Linked DNA regions of Gossypium hirsutum: regions 1, 3 and 4 are each linked to region 2. The links are chromatin contacts, called in public Hi-C maps. All regions are on one chromosome and are shown on one strand. Each heading gives the region's core, a stretch centred on a gene start, on an enhancer-like site or on the middle of the called end of the contact. The rest is flanking DNA. Distances are from core to core; before and after follow the strand shown. Region 1 holds the start of LOC107916527 (non-specific lipid transfer protein GPI-anchored 1). Region 2 holds the start of LOC107916542 (F-box only protein 6). Region 3 holds the start of LOC107916890. Region 4 holds the start of LOC107916522 (nuclear transport factor 2B).

Region 1 (3,483 bases), core at 170-2,669, 580 kb after region 2:
CTATAGTTGATATCCATTTTCTTTTCTTTCTCAATCACGGATGACATATGTTTATACATTCATTCAATCTAAATATAAAAAAATAGAGATTTAGAACATATTAATCCGAAAATAATTAACCACCGTAAATCGCAGAATATGTACTAATATACCAAAAATTTAGAACATATTAATCCGAAAATAATTAACCAACGTAAATCACAGAATAAGTACTAATATACTAAGTATCAGAATATTCAAACAATCACCCAAGTCGAATTATTATTAAAAAAAAAATCATGAAACAAGTACCTAGAGTTAACATCTCCCCTAAATATGATGATTGAAGTTAAGAAAGTAAGTACAAGAATGGTAAAATCATGTTGCAGGTGCAGCTGAAACAAAACACGAAAACAAAAGGAATTTCAAGCATTTTTAGTTCACTCCCATCCCATGCATGCACACCGCCTAAAACAGGGAAGCCAATCCCGGTGGGAGTGCATACAAAAATGATGCCGATGCAACCAGTAACGTGAAACCAACCAAGTGAGCAGTTTCTAACTTTGTTCCACCGGAGTTATTATCAGTATTCTCTGAAGCACTTGACGGTGTCCCGGTGGATGGCGTCGTCGGTGTTGAGGAAGAATTTGTAAATATAGCCGCGTCTGGTGAGTTTGGTGCTAATCCAAGAAGCTCTATTCATTCATTCCAAACACAACATGCACTAATTTTATTACATATCAAAGCAAAAGGAGAGAAAAGAGAGGTTACTACTTACTTGGGCAGTCAGTGACGCTAGCGTTCTTCAACTGGCAAGCAGAAGGAAGTTGAAGAAGCTTATCTTGCTGAACGCCTAAGCTCTTAAGATTCTGAGCCCCGGATGCCTGGGTCTGCTGAAGAATATAACACAAACACTTTGGTTCTTCTTCTTTTATACTCGAAACCGAACTGCAACACTCCTTTGAAGGTTTCTCCATCTTCCCTTGCGCAAAGCTCAAACAAGTCATCACGCTCTGTAAATCTTTGCTGCACTCTTTGGCTAACCCACTCTCATCACCCGCACCAACCACCACCACCAAACTCATCATCATCACCTTCACTGCCCAACCCTTTCCCATTGTTTGAGTTCAGAGTCTTCTTCACACAAAAATATCTTGGAACTACCTATGAATGCGTATATTTATGGAAGACTGAAATTTTAGGGTTTAGTATTAATGATGTGCATTTGAATGGAAAGAGAGGATTGTTTGTGGAGCGTTGATATGTCACACCTGATGTGGAATCAGCTGTGGTGATGTTAAGATATAAATGGAGGCCCCCTCTCATTAGTTGGGCGGCAAGCAGAGTAAGGTAGGGAGTGACAAGTTGTTGGTTTTACAAAGAGGAGTTTAAATGAGGTTGCGCTGGGCAGCCAACCGTGGTGACAATTGGTTGGTAAATTAATTAGAAATTTTATTTTAACATAGGAAAGTTTTAAATGTTTGCGGTTTGGAAATTGGAACTTCATTAATTATATAGGTTAGTGTGCTAAAAATTGGGAGCTGGATACTTAATTTAAATTGAGTCAAATATTTATTGCCACCTTAAAATATATAAGACTAAGAATTAAGATTAAACAAGAAATGAATTATAGGTTTTATGGTTAAAGTGCTAGAATACTTTTCTAGACCCAAATTTAAGTGCCTATCTTTTCAATTTTTTTTTTTTTATTTTCGGCAATTTTGAGTAAACTACTTGTGTCGCACCTATGGTTTACTAACCCTAGATATGTAATCAATTCTTTCTCCTATTTTGGTTTTCACTTTGCCCATTTTTCAAATTCTTTTTTTTTTCTTTCATTCTTGCACCATATTTTCAATCTTTGGACTGTTGATTCTTTTTCTTTCATTATTGAATTGTTCCCCAATCCTTTAATTTCTATTGGTATTCAGAATTGTCGTTAATAACATTTGATATTTTTGCCAAAAAATGGTAAGTACACTTCATTTCAATGATTAAATTTCGTAATTTTTTTTATTTAAATAATTAAATTTCGTAATTTTTTTGATTTAATTAATTGATTTTTCGGATCTTGCCAAATCTTTGATAATATTGTTAAAATCTTGATATCAACCGTTAATTCATGTGTATTTATTGTTGAAGGATCGAACTAAGTAAAAAATAATCTGAATTAATATGTACAAATATAAATATAATAAAATTATATAATAATATAATAAGATTTTTTTAGGTATATAATATTTTAAATATGATAGATATAATCAAACATCCCGTTCCAATAATAAATGGAAACAATTATGTTTGGTTTTTTTATCTGCGTAAATTTTTATTTGTAATGGTTATACAGATTCATATATGTTAGTATAAAATTTTAATATTTTAAATTAAAATTTAATTTTGTATCTTAATTATTTTACTTTTTATATAACATTAAAAATTAAAATATAATCACTTAATTAATTATTAAACATAATTAATATTTTTATACAAATAATTGTATATATATGTATATATATGCAATTGAGCTATATTTATATATAAAAGAATTTTTTTAAAATACAAATAAATTCAAAATGATAATATTAAAACACACTGATCCTGATGTCTACGGGGATAAAACAAAAATGACACATTTATGTATAGGGTGGAAAGTAAAGGGTAATTACCCTAGGATCAAAATGTAGGTCAGTCTCATTTATAAGCTCCCATTATTGAAAATGGATGAGGTGAGTGTCCTTTTCTGTTTTATAAGTTCAATGGCCTTAACGAAAGAGATAAATCTTATCTTAACATGATAGATGAGTTCATAGGATTAAGTATAAGCATTATATTGAATCGGGTGAAAATTTTTAAATTAATTGAGTTGATAAGTCTTATTTTATTATTTTAATTTGATTTGAATTTTTCGAATCAAGTCGAGTGAAATGAAATCTAAGTCAAGTCAAACTAAATCGAGTAAAATTATTTTAGTTAAATTAAAAAATTAAAAAATTAAAATCTTATTCTAGTATAATTAATTTCATGTTAGACTATATAAATTTGAAACCATGTATATTTCAGAACTTTTTCAAAGCAAAATAAGAAAAAAATACTTTAGTATAACTTGAATCATTAATTAATTAATTTAGGTTCCAAAATTATTATTTTAGAAAATTTTTAAAAATTTAACTTTCTTTATATACTCTTTAGAATTTTTTAAAAATTTTTTATAATTTTTTTAAAAATAAATTTTGGAACTTTTATAAAATTTTGAATTTTTGAAAAATATGTTGAATTTTTTTAAAATTTTTAAAAATTCCTTTGTACATATCGTCCCACCCCATACAATGTAATATGACATGTTTAAAACAGATCAATACAGTAGCATTTAATATGCTTTTGACAGAACAATGAGGTAGCAATCATTATGCTTATAACAATTCGATACAGTGGCAGATATTATGCTTAAAATAGATCGATTCAGTAACAAAAAGGCATGCTTATCATGTGTTCAGTTTAATGGTA
Region 2 (3,554 bases), core at 554-3,053:
TAAAGAGTGGTCAAACAATATAGAGACGTACAACTGGACCACGAAAAAGCCCTCTACAAAATTAGGTATACATGATTCTCACAATTCATTGAGATTGTTTTCACCAGTAAGTCTGTACTTTTTAGTCAGTTTTATGGATCCAGAATATGTGCAACAGGATGTTTAAGGTATCGTTTGAACAGAGTAAACTCAAATCATTGCACAGCCAAAGACCTCTATTCATCCAGCTATACCAACAGTATGTTGACAGCAATATCAACTAAATGCACTAATAATAGAAACTTTCAACCATACGCTCTGTTACATTGCCATGAATGCTTTTGCATAAAGAATACCCTGTAAAAGAAGACTGACAGAGAGAGAGAGACCTATGATGAATTATCAACAAGGGAATTGACAAATGAGCAAAGGCAAGCAGAGCATTATAAATTAACCAGAGAGCTAGGCCACTCAACATTCATTCATACAATCTTTAAGGAGAACTTCCAAGAGTAGTACAACAACTCTTTGTTACTCGAAACACCCAGGACGTTGTTGAATTAACTAGTAAATTAACTTTCTATTTTCCTTTGCGTGTAGGAACGTGAAGGAAAATTGAAAGGAGCTGATTAGTCAGTGGACTAAAAATTAATCAAGAATTATAAGTTTAAGTTCATGTTCTAAGGAAATCATATAGTAAACAGATACAAATGAGATTCCATCTTCATAGTCAATCATAATCATGCTAATCAACTAAGAAGAAAGATATTCAAGCATCAATTATCAAAAGGCAATCGCCAACAAGTTCAAAATTGACCATCACAATATGTAAAACTTAAAAAAAAAAAACACAGCAGCATGAACACTTAATAAAGATGAGAGGAGGGTTTTGGGGGAGGGGACAAAGCAAACTGAAAATTGAAAAAAAGGGAAAGGAAAACAAAGGCAAAAAGGGGTAAAAAAAAAAAGAAACTACATGATTGGAATACGATGAAAGATACATGCTGAAAACTAAAATTTTGAATGAACTTACTATTTTCGTCAAAAAGAGGTATAAAATAGTTTAGTAATGTAAAAAATGGCCAAAAATTCAAATGCAGTAAACATGCGAAATCCCCTGAAAATAAAAATTAACAAAACGGCAGTGGCATAACAGAAAATAAACAAAAATCTAAACAACGAGAAATGCAAGGAAGAGAAATTAACATTATCGGATAACAAAGGTAATCTACCATTAATCCACCTCATTACACTCCCCCCCCCCAAAAAAAAATACAGAATCCTAGATGAATAAATCTGACAAGAATTCAAAATTAGCACATAAAAAAAATGTGAGGCGAGAGAAGAAAAACAGAAAATTGAAGAGATCTATGTAAAGAGAGAAGGAAAGGAAACGAACCTGCGGTGGTGGTCGTGGAAAGGATGAGGCAGTTGGTGGAGGTGAAGAAGGTGAAAAGGAGAGGACGGAGGAAGCGGCGGAGGAGGAGAGCCGTAGAGATGCAAGAGGTCTTGAAGCTGACCGATGAGCTGCCTAAGCATGGCCAGCCCTTCCATGCCCCAATAACCCCTCCCCTACTCCAACACCACCAACAAAAAATGCTGCTCCCTTTCTCCCTTTGTTGAGAGTTAGCCAGTCATCTGTTTACACGTCAGTGGCATTATTACGATAATTTCTTGTAATAATTCTGACCCGCACGCAACTTTGTCATTGTAATGAATGATCCCACTTGATTTTCACTCCAATATGTATGTATGTATGCATGCATCTACCTTCTTTTCCACTTTTCTCCTTTCTTTTCATTTTTGCCCTTTCCTCTTCTCTTGTATATAAAATATTTTTTATTTGAATTAAATAATATAAATTTATTTTAACTTTTTGAATAATAAAGGTATATTCATAAGAATTTACTAGCATTGAAGTGAAAAGAAAAGGCCAAAAGATTTTAGATTTGGGCCTATAATCATTTTAGTATCCACCATACCCATCCATACTTATTTTTTTCCAATTTAAGTTTTATTTTGATTATATTTTAAGTATGATTTGATTATTTCAGTGCATTTAGATTTATCGAATACTTATTTTTTCGATCTTAAATTAATATCAAGTAATTTATGTTTCATTTTGATTATATTTTAGGTATAATTTAATTGTTTCGGTACATTTAAATTTATTTAATCAAATATCGATTTGTATTGATGCGTACAAATTTATACTAGTTGATACAATTTTTAATCTTTTCACCTTAATATAATTACATTTAAAAAATAATATAATCATTTAATTAAAATTTGAAACCTAGGCCTTATTTTGATAATCAATTGAAAATATTAAATCAATTAAAATAAATATTTTTAGTGATTTAGCTTTTTAAGTACTTTTCAGAATCAATAATAATAATAATCAAATAATAGAAATTTTCAACTAAATTAGAAAGATATGTTTTTTTTAATTAGCCTTTTAGACCTTTTTTTAAATTAGGGAAATAGGTCTTTTTTAGAGGACGTGTTTTCCTTCAACGATCATTTTCCCAACAACTTTTTAAATATTGGCAACAGTAAAAATTTTAAGGGCTACCGGTAATTTTTTTCCTTTAAATACAAAGCCATTTTTTATTTTTTCACTAAAATTCAACTCTCTGTATTCTCTCTCAACTCTCAACTCTCTCAATTCTCTCAATTTTCTCAAGTTTTGTTCTAAAATTTTCAATGCGCTTGTTTAAAAATATTATATTTTTATTTAATTTTTTCATATATTATTCGTTTCGATTAATTTTTCACGAATGGCAAGCCCTCTGATTCGTTTCGACGACAGGCACATTTTAGCTGCTCAAGCGATACTGGTAAGACAAAATTTTAAATTTCATTTTTTCAATGAAGTTAAATTTAAAGTTTTTTATTTTTTAAAATATTTTAAATTAATTTATTTTTCAATATAAATAGGCGAATGATTGTGTTTTGGAGGGGTTCATACATACCTTGTCAAAAAGCTCTAACATCGAAATTTGTAGTTACTTGTAAGACATATGATTCTTGCATGCGTCTCGTATACTTAGGGGCTACAAACTCGATCCTACACTCATTAGCACATTAGTGGAAAGATAGAGGCCCAAGACACACTCTTTCCATTTTTCATGCGTCAAGTGTACAATCACACTTTCTATTTTTCATGTGTCGGTGGTTGTCTGCTCCTGGTGCAATCATGGGTCTGGTGTAGGCTACCATTTCTATGTCCCTGGGTGGACGACCCATATATGTTCCCATTAGTGATGTAAAACCCCTTACCGTACCCGAGATTGGGACTAGGTACGAGGCGTTACCATACATGTACTTGGACATTTTTGGAAATACGAGTTATAAAATTTCTTTCCAATTTGAACCCAATCAAACAACATCTTAGTGTCCCTATTATGGGTCTACAGGGCCCAAAACATACATTGAAAATGGTCCGGAATCAAACCAAGAGCTTGAGAAAGTTCCTGGAAAATTTGCTAGGTTAAGCCTCACACGTCCGTGTAGAGATAATGGACACACCCGTGTGCTTTGGGACACGCCCGTGGCCTTTGCCCGTGTGGAAT
Region 3 (3,299 bases), core at 298-2,797, 790 kb after region 2:
TAATAGCATTTCCTAGTAGAATGGCGTGTCCACTCAATAGGAAAATCAATTGTCCTCTCAAACTTCAACTCTATGAAGATGTACTTGTTGTAGTCCACATTCATTGTTACCTCTTTGCCATAAAACAAGCTCTCTATCTAGGGAGAAGTTGTTCGAGAGGCAATCAAACAACCCAAGAAGCCTCTCTTCATTCATTTCCCGCAAGAAATACATATATCGAAACAATCGATGGGACTTCCATACTCATTGGTTATTTTGTTTCAACTTCTAAATGAAAGGAATTTCATTTACATTACATACTAAAAATGCAAAGATACATTAAGAACAGGGGCGAAGCTAGAAAATTTTTTTAGGGGGCGAAATTAAATTGTAATTTTTATGATAGTAAAAATACAATTTCACCATTTGAATAATTTATATTTTTATAATTTTTAAATGATTAAATTAAAATTTTATCATTTTTAGGGGGCAAAGTGTAATTTTACCTTTACTAATTTAAAATTTTAAAAATTTTAAAGGCCCTAAATAGAAATTTTCTATTTTAGGGGGGATCGGGGCCCCTACCAACCCCCTGAATTTGCCCCTAATCAAGACACAACACAAACTCATAAACAAAAAGTTTTTATTCCCTTCCATCTTTTAATTTTCAAAGTTTATTCTATAAAGAATTACTGCAAAAATTCCTTATAGAACTTGATACTTTTGTTATTCCCCCACTCAATGTTCGATGAATTATTTTCATCAATACAAAATATTAACAATCATTAGATTTTATTGTATCATCGAAATTCATTTACCATTATTTCTTTTATAAACTGAAATATAAACGGGATGAATACAACTGTTCCATAAGTACATCTTTATCCAATGGAACTCATGAAAAAAAACAAAATATGGTGAAGAATATCATGTAGGATACTTAGTCTGTGAATTTGGCAGTTTGTTGCATGTTTCATTTCAGTTGAATTTTGTCAAACGAAAGGATTTAATGTTTGCACGGACAAATGCAACCGCCCGAAAGAGACAAGACATGCAAGAAAACTATCGGATTCTTCATCATAACTAAAGTCGCAAACAATTAATTTCTGGTGGACCTCAGCCTTCATCATTGTAGCCCAATATTAGGTCAGCTCACAAATAGTTAATTACGCTAACACTTGCTTTTGCTTTTCTCTTCTCTTCTCTTTTCTTTTTGTTAATGCCACAAACCACTAAGTTTGTATAGTATTAGAATTTGTATTATTAATTGTAACCAGTCTACTAGGTTTGAAATTTTTTTTTCTTTGATAGAGAAAAAGAACAATGTTAAATAATTCAAAACACTAAAACTTTCGAGTGTGGAGTTTAAAACTTAAATGAAGCAATTAAGTGTCGAATTTTTTAGCTTTTGTGTTATACGCTTCTATTTTGACATACAGTATATATACTGAATGTTGAATACAAAGTTAAAATAAAATAATAATAATAATAATAAGAGAACGGTGAGAAAATTTTGAATGGGGAAAAGGAAAATTTTAATAAATGGAAAAGAGGAATATAATGGAGCCGAGCAGACTTTTAATGCTTTTCCAGAAGTATAGCAAGAAAGAGAAGATACCAATCAAACAAAGATAAACAGTATGCAAAGTAGTAAATAAAGGGGTCATTGAATATGGACCCATGCCTGCAAGTGCCATTACTTTGCTCTCAAGACCAATCAACTCCCAAGTCCCCCCCCCCTTACAATTTGGTTGAGTGAATGAATTCAAGCTTAAAGCTTAATATTAAAACCCATTTCCTTGTTTCCTTGCATCGAAGGAAACAGCTTAGTTAAAGTGCTCTCTTTTGTCTCATGATTGAGTAGAGGAAGAGAAAAAAAAAAGACATGGGGAATTGTGTTACAGTTTACAAGAATAAAGATCCTGCAGACATTGATCTTAGTGCCCGAATTCAATCACCCATTAAGGAGAACAATGTTAGAAGGGAGCCCTCAATTGTTGGATACGATTCCAGGCTTCAGCCTTCATCTATGGAACAAGAAACTAGTTTACAAGAGATGGGTATGTTTCTAACTTGCCTTTCTTCATTCCTTTATCATCATGGGTTACCCTCACTTCAGGTTTTAAATTACTGCATTTGTTTGATCTCATTTATCAGATATATATAAAATAAAAGTTGGAAACTCTATTTGTTCTTTGGTCATTGGACTGACTGCAATCTGCTTGATTGATCGGGACAGTCCTTTGCTATTTCGCTCAGAACCCTTTGGCTTTGGACCACTCACATTAGCCAAATTAGATATTTTGCTGTTTTTTCTCATTACAAACAAGGGAAACAGTGTTTATTCATGGCATCTTCCTATTTTTGTGTCTTTTTTCAGAGTTGAAAGTTACTGTCCTAACAGCTAACCAAGAAATAGAGGAGTGATATGAAGTTGAGAATCCCAAGTCCTCACCTACTTGTCCCATTGCTCTTAAGTAAATACTCAAACAAGATTATCTTATGTAAATCATCTCTAATTTTGTCAGCAACTATAGTATGTTCTGTGATCTTTCAGTCAAATGGCCCTTTTATTTCTTATTGTATATGTTATCACTGGAATATCAAATATTCTCCTGCAGGCACATGTTCCTAGAATAATGAACTATTTGAGGTTTACTCATTTTACAAGATATGCTGATGTATGAAGCAAAGTGTAATGGCATGATTAATCAAAAAACTAATTCAGTGCTGCATGATTAATCATGCATGCAATGGCAATTTCTTTGCAGGATTCAAGATGGTGTGGATATTTTGCTCCATAAATGCATTATGTAAAATTGGGTCATGTTTAGCATGTGTAATTAAGTGTGCCTATAATTTCTCTCCAGGTAACACAGAGGAGAGCTTTTTTGATTCACAACCTTCGTTAGAATCTGACTTTGAAGATTTCTTCAGTGCCAATGGTGGTGAGAGTCTCCCCTAACTATGTTTCCCCTCTATAGTTGAATCAAACATTGCATATGGATATGAAGTATGATCCTCAAAATATATGAAAAAACTACACACGCTCGTGTCAGACACTCACATTGGACTCTCACAGTCCGAGTAACATAGTGGCGGCAGGGTTTTTGTAAGTGGTTTTGAGTTGGAGTAATGCTTGTTTTCATACAGATTCCGCCTCTTCTTCGGGGAACAGTCCAAACCACCAGAAAAGCAACCATTCGATGGAGGGTGCGGTGGATGCACATGGGGAGTCTCCAACTGATACAAAGAAGCAACTAATCGAGTTATTTCGTGAGAGCTTGGATAGTGATGATGATGGAAACTCAGCTGCTGGA
Region 4 (3,436 bases), core at 934-3,433, 620 kb before region 2:
TCGATACCAACAACAATATCCAACCTCAATACTGGAAACAAAAGTACCAAACCAAGCCAAGACTCGCAAGCTCTGCCAATCTCTCAAATGGAAACAAAAATCTGTGATTTATTGATAGAAAATCTGTTTCAAAGAGCCATAAGCTTTAACTAAAAACAAGTCTTTAATCAAACATCCAACATTCATCCAATTCAGAAGACTGCGTCCTCCACCAATCACAACAACGTCGCTGAAATATGGAGACTGGAATGGAAACCATCATACCCACCCACATAATTAAACCAAAAAATATTTCCATTTTTCATTTAAAATGTCTAAAAGATAACCAGATTTATAAATCCTTGAGATTTGTATTCCCATCACCTGATTAATTGTAGTGATTTCTGTTTCTTCACGCGTAGTTTAACCTGAATATGTCATTCAACACATAAAAGCTTCCTTGTGGTGTTGGCATCAAATGAAACATCTGAGACCAAAAGCAAACCCAAAATCACTCAGTTAATAAAGCTTGATGTCAAAATATCACAAGCAGTTCGTTGCAAATAAGCTCCTATACGTTTGTTACACCTAAATTAGCCTTTAACTTTCCAGGTTTTAGGTAAAAATCAATCTCTCATTTGAATATAGGCAAAAATCAAGGGTAATAACTTGCATGAGGTATAAATACAAGTATTAAGGGCCTTCTTAAAAAAGTACTTTTTTCAGAGTTTAGCCATTAGATAAAAAGAGGCCCTTATTGCACAAAATTAAACAGAACGTTGAGCCATAAATACGTATCAAACTATATAAGTTTGCTCTACGAGAAAGCAAGGCATATAAGTCACAAGCAAAATCATCAATGTCTACAGTTGAGGAGAGATATCACTGGTTTTTCTTTTATATCATGCTCACGATAGAGTTGCCAAGAAACAACATTGAGAAGATGTTTGATAATCTTTCACAGTACGCAATGTGAGCACCCACCATCTATTTCTTATGCGAAAAATGTAATAGGCAAGCATAAAAGATTAAAATAAACAACCGAAGGCTTGCCTATGATAAAAAAACTTCAGGAACAAAAGAACTCTTGATTGCTACAATTATTTATAACACGTAAACATACAGACAGGAATCATAGACAATCTTACAACACTTATTTTAAAAATTTAATTAGATCCTTATTTTATCCAGATAAATAAATAAGAATATGGGGTAACGGTGATGTTTGTAATCTCAAAAAATCATCACAGACGATCATATAAGTCAACTCCATATGCAGAGCCACATAGGGCAAAACAAAATAAGAAATAGCAGGTGTTCCATCGGCAAGATGGTGGATCCAAAATATCTATATCTTTGAAAATTCATGACACAGTTTAATGAAATCGACACTGTTAATTATATCGAGTATATCATACATGTTTCCCTTATTAATTCAGTTATCAAAAGGAATGGAAAACAAGCGATCACTGAAATATAATGTAAACAGCAGAGAGTTTTATATGCATTAAACAGCCAATTCAATTCTTAGAATCCTGAAGAATAAATAAAAAAATTCAAGAGGGAGTTACAACAGATCAAAAACTCACTTAAAAGATCCATCACTAACAAATCGAATCGCGAAATTAATACCATCGATAACACCGATGAGATCAACAGTGTCACACAGATTAGCCTTAGATCGATCGCTCAAGTACATATAAAAAACCCTAAAAAACAAAATAAAACAAAAGATGCAAAGAGAGCTACCTGGCTAAACTTGAGAGCATGTTGTTCGCCGGCAAGTTGTAGTGTTCCAGAGACGAATACGAGGACGCCGCCAGCGCCAGATGGCTGGCAATCGACGGTGGTAATATTGTGCTTGCACTGCTGGAAAGGAAGGCTGGTTAGCTTAGCGACAATGCTCTGAGAGCCTTGGATCTTTTGACCTTCAAAGGTCAACATGGAACGTTCCTGGTAGAGATTGGCTAAACCGGCCCGGTTCGCATCGAATGTGGAGTAGTAGTGATCGACAAAAGCCTTGGCTACAGCGTCTGGATCCATCGATTTTTCGTTTTGTTTATCAGAGTTTGAGCCGTCAACAGAGAAGGGCACTGACACAGGAATTAATAGGAGAGACCAGCCGAGCCCATCCAAAATTGTGTATTTATAGGAGGATTCATCTAGCGGCTGAATTTGAATCATAAAAATCTAAAGGAAAAGGGGCTGCCAGCGTGTTCCTTCTTTCTTTTGGATCGTTTATACACCCGCTTTACTGTCTATCAATTAGCGGATCATTCTTTGCGTCAACCTAACGCAGCCCAACCGTTTTTCTTTTACCTAATTTTATTTGAAGGAAAATTTGAAATTATTTTTTTATTGAAAGAAGTATTATTTTTGGAGTTAGAAAAATATATGTTTTTATCTCTAAAATTTTTGAAGTATATACTAGATTTTGTCACAGAGTAAAAAATGTATGTAATAATTATAAAAAATAATATATTAATAAAAATTACTATAATTGAAATGGTAAAATTAAAAGATTAAATATCATAATATATTGCCTTTGTGATCTTATTATGCATAAGTATTTTTATAAAGTTCATACGAAAAATAAAATTACTCTCAAAATAATAGCTATTATCTATTAAAAATTATATATATATTTTTAGTAAATTTATTACTAAGTTGATAACTTAATTGAGGGTGACATAACTCTCTCATAAAGACCTAATAAAGAAAAAAGAAAAGTTAAAAGAATGATTTTTATTTTTTAACAATTTTAGGGAATGAAAACTAAACTATCTTTCGACTTGAACATATTTTTAAAGAACTAAAAAAAATATAAAACGAAATGTTTTACAGCTTTAACAATTTTAAAAGAAACACTCAATTGTTTCAAAAAAATTCAAAAGAAAACAAGCTTAAAGAAACTTTTAAATATAATAAGAGAAACAAAATTACCTTTCAAATTATATTTATTGCTCATTAAAAATTATGAATTTTTAGTAAATTTATTATTAAATTGATGATTCAATTGAAATTGAAACTAGTTCAGTAAAACACTTAAATATAATAATAGATATTATTGTTTAAACCCTAAGTGAGTTAATGCCACAAGTCAACCAATCACTATGTCGATAATGAAAGTTAGGAAAATACTCTTCCATGTATAAATCAAGTAGAGTAAATTGCACCATATTTTCCCAAACTTAATTCTCACATTAAATTTGTCTCAAAACTTTAAATTACATCATCAAATTTTTGAGATTATATGAATTGTATCATTCAATTATTAAAATCATTAATTTTATTATTAAATGTGATACATTAAATCTATCCTGACATAATTTAAAATTAAAAAAAAACCTTAAAATGAAAAAAGGTTAAAAAAAGTAAAAAAGAAACGCAAAACCAGACAACTTTTGCCCCATAACTGTATAAATTAAAACTTGAAAAATAAAAAGTTAAAGATAAA

Evidence for each region. Hi-C and Micro-C count contacts between places; a contact is called where the count stands out from the background.
Region 1: a Hi-C map of hypocotyl shows a contact between it and region 2, with 4 times the contacts expected there. The contact joins the promoter of LOC107916527 here to the promoter of LOC107916542 in region 2. A contact is called at or near these places in 7 of 34 Hi-C or Micro-C datasets (hypocotyl, leaf and petal).
Region 3: a contact with region 2 is called in a Hi-C map of leaf, with 4 times the contacts expected there. The contact joins the promoter of LOC107916890 here to the promoter of LOC107916542 in region 2. A contact is called at or near these places in 3 of 34 Hi-C or Micro-C datasets (all in leaf).
Region 4: a contact with region 2 is called in a Hi-C map of leaf, with 2.5 times the contacts expected there. The contact joins the promoter of LOC107916522 here to the promoter of LOC107916542 in region 2. A contact is called at or near these places in 4 of 34 Hi-C or Micro-C datasets (callus and leaf).

Annotation. Positions count from the first base shown.
Region 1 is chrA01:94,927,941-94,931,423 of Gossypium_hirsutum_v2.1, forward strand. It overlaps LOC107916527 (non-specific lipid transfer protein GPI-anchored 1), which reads right to left and starts at 1,420. Exons shown (of 2, transcript XM_016845794.2): 1 at 758-1,420; 2 at 236-674. The coding sequence starts at 1,097. The coding sequence ends at 448.
Region 2 is chrA01:94,346,501-94,350,054 of Gossypium_hirsutum_v2.1, forward strand. LOC107916542 (F-box only protein 6) reads right to left here and starts at 1,804. Exons shown (of 2, transcript XM_016845812.2): 1 at 1,379-1,804. The coding sequence starts at 1,533.
Region 3 is chrA01:95,133,390-95,136,688 of Gossypium_hirsutum_v2.1, forward strand. LOC107916890 reads left to right here and starts at 1,548. Exons shown (of 3, transcript XM_016846260.2): 1 at 1,548-2,039; 2 at 2,850-2,927; 3 at 3,133-3,299. The coding sequence starts at 1,865.
Region 4 is chrA01:93,729,350-93,732,785 of Gossypium_hirsutum_v2.1, forward strand. It overlaps LOC107916522 (nuclear transport factor 2B), which reads right to left and starts at 2,184. Exons shown (of 3, transcript XM_016845777.2): 1 at 1,729-2,184; 2 at 364-466; 3 at 89-243. The coding sequence starts at 2,163. The coding sequence ends at 392.